Linked DNA regions of Zea mays: region 2 is linked to region 1. Evidence: chromatin contacts called from public Hi-C data. All regions are on one chromosome and are shown on one strand. The core of a region is the stretch at or near the end of the contact, and the rest is flanking DNA. Distances in the headings are between cores, read along the strand shown. Region 1 holds the start of LOC100279805. Region 2 holds the start of LOC103627622 (inorganic pyrophosphatase TTM1).

What was found. Hi-C and Micro-C count contacts between places; a contact is called where the count stands out from the background.
Region 2: a Hi-C map of ear shows a contact between it and region 1, with 2.3 times the contacts expected there. The contact joins the promoter of LOC103627622 here to the promoter of LOC100279805 in region 1. A contact is called at or near these places in 5 of 25 Hi-C or Micro-C datasets (bundle sheath, ear, endosperm and 2 more).

What each region holds. Positions count from the first base shown.
Region 1 is chr5:209,362,910-209,366,692 of Zm-B73-REFERENCE-NAM-5.0, forward strand. LOC100279805 reads right to left here and starts at 2,187. Exons shown (of 7, transcript NM_001152761.1): 1 at 1,848-2,187; 2 at 776-827; 3 at 521-601; 4 at 214-332; 5 at 1-62. The coding sequence starts at 1,970.
Region 2 is chr5:209,562,334-209,566,076 of Zm-B73-REFERENCE-NAM-5.0, forward strand. It overlaps LOC103627622 (inorganic pyrophosphatase TTM1), which reads left to right and starts at 1,691. Exons shown (of 14, transcript XR_004849688.1): 1 at 1,691-2,030; 2 at 2,116-2,180; 3 at 2,770-3,139; 4 at 3,629-3,743. LOC100273931 (carbamoyl-phosphate synthase small chain) reads left to right here. Exons shown (of 11, transcript NM_001148323.1): 10 at 1-153; 11 at 261-522. The coding sequence ends at 304.

The DNA of each region.
Region 1 (3,783 bases), core at 937-3,436:
CGCAAATAACATATGTTTGAAGCATCTGAACCTTGTATTCCAAATTCTTGCAGCTTCAAAGCCTATATTATGTAAATAAATGAAATTTAGAAAAACACATAAATTGATCATCATGTGCTAGGTTTTTCCTCAATATAGGATAGCAGGTAATCAGGTTCATGAAGAATTGAATTTAAAACAAAACATAAAGAGATGTTCAAATAGATCCAATACCCGAGCACCTGTCGCAATAATTAGAGTTTTGTAGCTGATAGTTTCACCAGTGCCTGTAAGCAATGTCTTGCGCCTCACATCAGCAGAAATCACTTTTGTTCCAAGAACAAGTTCAATGCCTAATCAAATAAAGTAAAAGTTAGAAAATACAATAGATTAAAATGATCATATGGATGAATCCACTGAATCATTTCCATAAATTATGAACAATAAGATGTTCCTTAAACATCCCACCATGCATAGCTTTTGCCAATATTCAATACATGAAATTAATCGCCGAATCTAGTAAAGAACATTAAAAATCTACCTTGTTCTTTGTACCATTTCGGTGTCAGTAACTCATCATTAGCACCAACACAAGTATGAAATCCTGGAAGACGAGCAGCACCTGCAAATACCTCAGGGGTCAATAACAGTCAGTGATATTAACAATGCCCATACCATTTAAAAATAAAAAAGACCAACATTTGCGACAAAAGAATGGAGCAACCTTAGCCAGAAATATTTTTAGCTGTGGAAAATGAACAGAACATTGTGATGCTTCAAAACAAAGAGTTGTTACCTTCTGGGAGTAAATAGCCTTTGCTTAGTGCAGGACGTTCATAAGGAGCAACCTGGCGAGAATACAGGAAAAAAATTGTAACTAGCTAGCAAAGCACGTGTCTGAATAAAAAAAAACATAGAACAGAGAACTAGAGAGTACTCTGATTCTGAAGTAAGTTTTGCGAGCAAAAGAACATGTTCTCGATGACCAGAGTTTACACATCTGATATTGCAAAAACAGAAAATTGCACATTGTGTTTTGTTTACCAACAAAAAAAAACATGTACTCCCTCCATTATTTTTTATTTGTCGCGTTTTAGTTCAAAAATGAACTAGCAGATGACAAATATTAGAGAACAAAGGTAGTATGTCGTAGTCAAAAGATTATGTAGAGCCTATGGTATTGCATTTTGGTTGATGGAAAATGCTGAAACACCTTTTTCGTACTGTTGCAATAGTTCATCATATAGCATCCACACCTAAAAATTGGATTACATGCCTTCTCCGGCCAAAAAAACATCGTTTTCTTGGTTGCCTACTTGTCAGCCTTCGTATAGTCTAAAAAGAACATCATTCAGGATGTTCGTTGATACTCATCATTGATGTGAGACCATAAGACCACGGAACAGCTAAGTGAAAAGGTGCATAATCCTTTCTGTTGCATGTAGAAAAGGTACGCACCAAAAATATCTTTGGAATTTGGAACGAACATTTATTCCCCGATGATATACTAGTAAAAAGATGGTCCAAGTCCAATCCTGGAGAGTACAAATGACTTTGGCACTAATACCTCACCGATTAAATCTCACTATAAAACTGCAGATTAACAATGACCCCCCAAATTGCTCCTTTAAAGCTAAGTTCAAAGGTTGCTTCCCCTGCCTATCGCAGTCTCTACTTGATCAGACATATACGTTATCTCGATAATAATCCTATCAGAGCTCAAAGAGAAATAGAATAAGGAATCCAAGCTCCCGAAGCATCGCCGGCACTGGTCCTATCAGTGTAATTTTTAGCAGGAAGGGAGACGGGAATACTAAAAAAATCCAGACTCAAAGAAACGGGGAAAAGAAAAAGGAAGCAGAGCTTACGGCCTCTTCGGAGATGATGCAGAGCTCTCCGCGGGAGTACCCACCGCGGCGGGCGAACTCGAGCGCGGCGTAGCCCGCGGCCACGCCGCCGCCCAGGATCACGTACACGAACGCGCGCCCCATCCGCCCCCTTTCTTGCTGCCTTCTAGATGCGGGCCATGACTAGTAGTACTCGAAGGTCTCTGACCTGACCTCGTCGGTGCGAGGGAGAATGAGATGACGGCGCGTTGCCTTGCCTTGCCTTGCCTTGCCTTGCTGCCTCTCCTCCTCATCTTGCTGCGGCCATGCGGGTCCCACCCCGTTATCGTTTTCGCCTCACGATGCAGAGTCGTGATTGATGTGGATTTTTTTGGCTATTTTTACTTTAGTTTTCTGTGGAAGGGAGGATGCTTGCAGATTTGTTGTCATCAATCATCTCCATTTGTTTGGTGCAAGGACGTGGAAAGCAGATACGGAAGATTTTGATCGGTAGTAAAAAAAATCATTCCATTTCATTATATTGCTGGTAATCGAAAAACTGGATTTTTTCAAATCAAAGATCTAAATCATTTTGCATCTATTCTTGTGTTAGAAAAAATATGTTATAACTTTATCATCATTATTATATATGTAGTTTTTACCAATAAAGTTAGAGGCAATTGTGACTTTATCATCATCATTATTATACCTTGTAATTATGATTTTACACTTCGTTTTTAACTTTGTGATTTTATCTCTCTGTTTAAAAGACGTGACGTAGAAGTCGTTTGCCCCTCTCTATTAACGGGGTTAGTAAAAATCAGAATTAGTAATTAAAAATAAAAACTAAGAGGTAAAATCAAAATATAAAGGTGAGAGAAGTGTATAATCACAATTAATCCCGAAAAAATGTTGAAAGTTTCAGGATTAATTGTGATTATACCATTCTCTCACCTTACAATTGTGATTTTACCCTTCATTTTTATTTTGTAATCACTAATTTCAATCTTCACTAACGGTGTTAAGAGGGAGGGGCAAACGACGAGTTAGTCTTCAAACATAGGGGTAAAATCATAATTGCAATGTTAGAGAAGAGTATAATCACAATTGCCCCTTAAAGTTATTATCTTATTTGATCTCTAACCTAATAAAATAATTATAAAAATCATAAAATATTTTTCTAGGCTAAATTATAACTGCTAATCAACAAAATTTTAAGCTAAAAACTCGGTTTGTACATAAAGAAATAAAATATACCAAATTTATTAAGGGATAAATTCAACCAATTCAAAGGAGTGAAGAGGTATAATAAACTAAAAATACTTTAGAGGATTGTGTGAACATTGCACATAGGTGAGGGGAGTAATCTAGACTATTTCCCTAGGAATTTGAATAAATTCCTCCAACTTATTGAATTATTGCCTTTTTATATAGATTATACATTTAGAAATACTTTCTTAAAATAAATGTAGTGGAAAAAATAAAATTATGATTGTGCACTGCATGCTAGATCATTATTTTGTTTGTTTGAATTCGAATATGGATTTCAAACAATTAAATTTGACTTGAAATTGAAACTAAAAATGGAAAAAGGAGAAACTTCACTTACCTGTGGGCCACTGCTGCGACCCAGTACTTCCTCCCCCCACCTCCGCTCGCTAGCTGGGCCAACAGTCGGCCCAGGTCGTGTTAGCTGCCCCGTTTGCTGCAAACGGTGAGTGCATTTCCTACCTAGGAAGGTGCCTTATTCGTGCGTGCTTGCCACAATTTTTGTCAAGTGGGCCCTAGAGTTAGCTTTGTCTTCAACCTTGCAACCGCCTCAAACCTTGCAATATAGTCCTGCCCGGACTCTCCTTACCTCGCGTCGTTGTTCCCCGCCCTAGACATTCGGCCCCGTGTGTCTATGTACCAGTTGTAGCATCATAGGTGACTCCCTCGCCCCATCAAACAAACAATCGAGAGAACCGAGCGCCATAGC
Region 2 (3,743 bases), core at 441-2,940, 200 kb after region 1:
CAGTTGACCCAGAATCACTTCCAGAAGGAGCAGAAGTAACTCACGTCAATCTCAACGACAATAGTTGTGCTGGCCTTCAGTACGCCAAGATGAAGCTTGTGTCTCTCCAGTACCATCCTGAGTCTTCCCCAGGTCCGCATGATTCCGACACAGGTACATTTCTTTTGCTAGAATCTTCTGTTGATCCACCATGGTGTAGAACGTACTGCTATCTTAATGTGATTTAGCTGATGTCTCGATTCGTCTTTTGTGCTTTACAGCCTTCGGTGAGTTTATAGAGCTCATGAAGAGCAACAGATTGTGAGGGAGGGGAGTACTGGCAAAGGTCAACAATTGTCTTGGTGCTCTCTCGCAGCAAGCTCAAAAGAATTTGTTTCATTTTAGTGTTTTTCTTTGGGATGTTCATGTACTTGAATTTTGGGTCCAGAGGACATAGCATAAGATGCTCTGCAGCTGTACCATGAATTGAAGTAGTGAACTGGTTGAATTTCTTGAGAATAACATGTTATCAAATTGCACGGTACAGTATACTCAGATTATGCTCGCGAATTTCTGGCCGGCAAGTAAAGTGGTGAGCACCAGTAGACTAGTTAGTATAGAGATAAAGGATGGCCATGAAGGCTCGTCAGTGGATACTTCTGTTGTTCCAAGCTAATCAGATGTGCACAAGCACAACGTTGTTGCCAGCTTTTTAAATGACTGATGGAAAATCATCCAGCTTTTGTTGGCGACAAGGTTCGTGTAGATCGTTCGATGTGCATCTGATCTGGAAACTTTCTCGTTTATCCGTACTGCACCAGTAGATGCTCTGTCTGACCAGATTGACAGTGTGACGGGGAGGAAAGGGGTTTGGATTCTTTTTGTTGTTTTGTTGCCTTATTGGTATTTCTAATAATGTGGTCAGTACGTCTGTGTTCGAGGTTGAGATGCTCTGCTTTCCTTCCATTACCGTGTGTTTTCGGCAATTTGTTGTCGAAGGCACAGGATCTCTTATAAGAAAAGAAGAAAAAGATCACAAGACTTGAGAATTTGTACTTTCTCTTACAGCAATTTGCTAGATGTTTGGCCAGAGGTTGTGAGCACGTCACTTTCCTGGAAAGGCAAGCGAGAGTGCGAGAGAGAATCTGCCTTATAGGTTTGCCGTCTTGCCGAGCATTTTTGGGAGGTGTGACTCGGCTAGTCAAGTTGTATCGTATACGATATAGAGCACGGAATAATCGCGCTCCGCACTGCTTTTCAACCTGGTGTTCCAGGACGGGTTGTCCTCTTGTTCAATGTTCTTTACTTCTTTTTCTTCGTCCGTTGATTTTTTTCCAAGAAAAAAGAGCAAAAAGCACAATACAATTTCTAAGAAGAGCAAAAAGAGCCATACAAAAATCACCCAACTTGGCTAAACGAGAGTAAAGAATAGAGCCATAGCAACAACTATTCCTGAGAAGGCAATGCGCTATTGGTCGCGAGACCGGTTCTCATTCTACGTTTCCATCTCGTTTTACTCCATTGCCTCAGCTATATAACTGTTTGGTACAATTTTTTTTTCTAAAAACCTTTTATAAAAACTTGGATTCATGGATAATTTAACTGAGAATATGAATATCACGGGGTTATGTGTGTGTGGAGAAAGTTGAAGGATTCGTAGGGTTTAAGGTTTAGGAAGGGATGTTTTTTACTAACATGATGATTCGATCGATTCTGTATTTATGTTAATATAGATGATTTTTATTGAAGCGAATCTATAAAAACGTTTAACGGTTAGCTATAAAGCAGGACTCATATAAATTTTACACATACGCCTTTGGTAGCACATAGCACTAGTCACGTCCATGTCCATCCCGGCCCTTGGTAGCACTAACATCGAAGCATCCTCCTCCGTCCACGACCCACACCGCCGTGCTCAAATTCGGCCTTGCCAGCGCCGCCGAGCGTCCAGCGCCGACCCAAGCACGTGAGGAGTTGGACACCACCGAGAGGAACTCTCTGGTCCTGCTCGTGGTGGTCGTCGTCATCGCTTCCCGGGCCTGAGAACTGTGGTATTTCTCTTGTTCTGAACTCACCCCCTGCCTTTCCATAATTCCATCTCCGGTTCACCCCGCGTGATCTGTCTCGTGCGGCAAGGCGTACGCGTCCTTTCCCTCCCGCGGCAAGGCAACAGCCGCCGTCGCCCTAAGCCAGGTGCCCAGGTATTCGTCGGTCCCTTCGCCAGGCCTCCCTCGCTTGCCGCCAACGAGCACCCACTAGGTATCCGCAACCTCCCTCTCCCATTCATGCTGTGCGAAACCGATCACCCGATTCATGCTGTGCGAAACCCCATCCGAACCCTCGCTTAAGCTACTTGGCTATTTCGTATTCGGATCTGATCTAATTACGAGTGTATACACATGCTTACTAACTTACAACTTCATTTTTTTTGGCAAAAAATATTGGGCACCCACGTCCTTTACTGGGTCCGCCCCTTGTTCTTCGTTAGCGCTCAATTATTGTTCTGCACTTAATAGCTGGCGTTCTCACTGCATTGTAGAATATGCGCTAAAAGTAAACATCAAGTACAGAGTTACATGAAAGTATGTTACAAAAGTTAGATAAAGGAAAAGTGAAAGAAACAATGAAAAGGGGCTAGGAAGTAGGAAGTACAATATAATTGGATTCGGCAGTTCGGTTCGGTGACACCGACCTTGAAGCCAATCAGTCTATGTTTTGAGCCTCTTAGGGAACCCTGAATTCACATAGCTCTATTATATCTTTAATTTTCTATTTCCATCTGTTGTGCAGACTGTAGACTACAATTGCATCCTGAAGAATAAAATGGACCAACATGATTCCATGGCTGACTCACCAAGGAGGCGGCACAACCTTTTGCGTGACAAGGTCCAATTGGTGAAAAGGAAAGATTCAGATCGCTATGAGATCGTCCGCTTCCATGATCCACTGTCTTTTGAGAAAGGCTTCTTTGTTGTGATCCGTGCTTGCCAGCTTTTGGCACAGCACAATGACGGGATAATATTTGTTGGTGTTGCTGGCCCCTCTGGTGCTGGGAAGACTGTGTTCACTGAGAAGGTGGTCAATTTCATGCCTGATGTTGCTGTGATATCAATGGACAACTATAATGACGCAACTCGCATAGTCGATGGCAATTTTGATGGTAATTCTAATCACCAAGCACTTTGCATATTGTCTTATAGTTTCTTTAATCCGTATAACCAAGTTCCCGGATCGACGGGTCGAGGAACGGAAATGCGGTACGTGGTGCGCCACTAAACAAGGATTTTAATACCATGGGGACGATATTGTTCCTGCGTTCCCGGAATGGAACAAACGATCCTGGAATGAGGAACATGGCAAAGTTCCCTGTTCCTGGTTACTAGGCATATACCACTTTCTTCACAGCAACAAAACTTCTGAAAAAATAATAGGAGATAGTTATGTTACATATATCTTGAGCTGTGGTGTTGCACATTTGGTCATTTGGAAACTGCATACCACTGTGTTGATAATGGCATGATTATTATCTTATAATATTTATGGCACAATGTTAGTATCAGAGTGCTCTATTATTACAAACTGCATTCTCTAAGGTTATAATGTTTCCTACCAGAGAAATTGATATTTTCACCTCTTAAAACTTGCCCAGATCCACGTCTGACAGACTATGACACACTGCTGGAAAATATACATGGTCTGAAGGAAGGAAGGTCAGTTCAGGTTCCAATATATGATTTCAAGTCAAGCTGCCGGACTGGTTATAG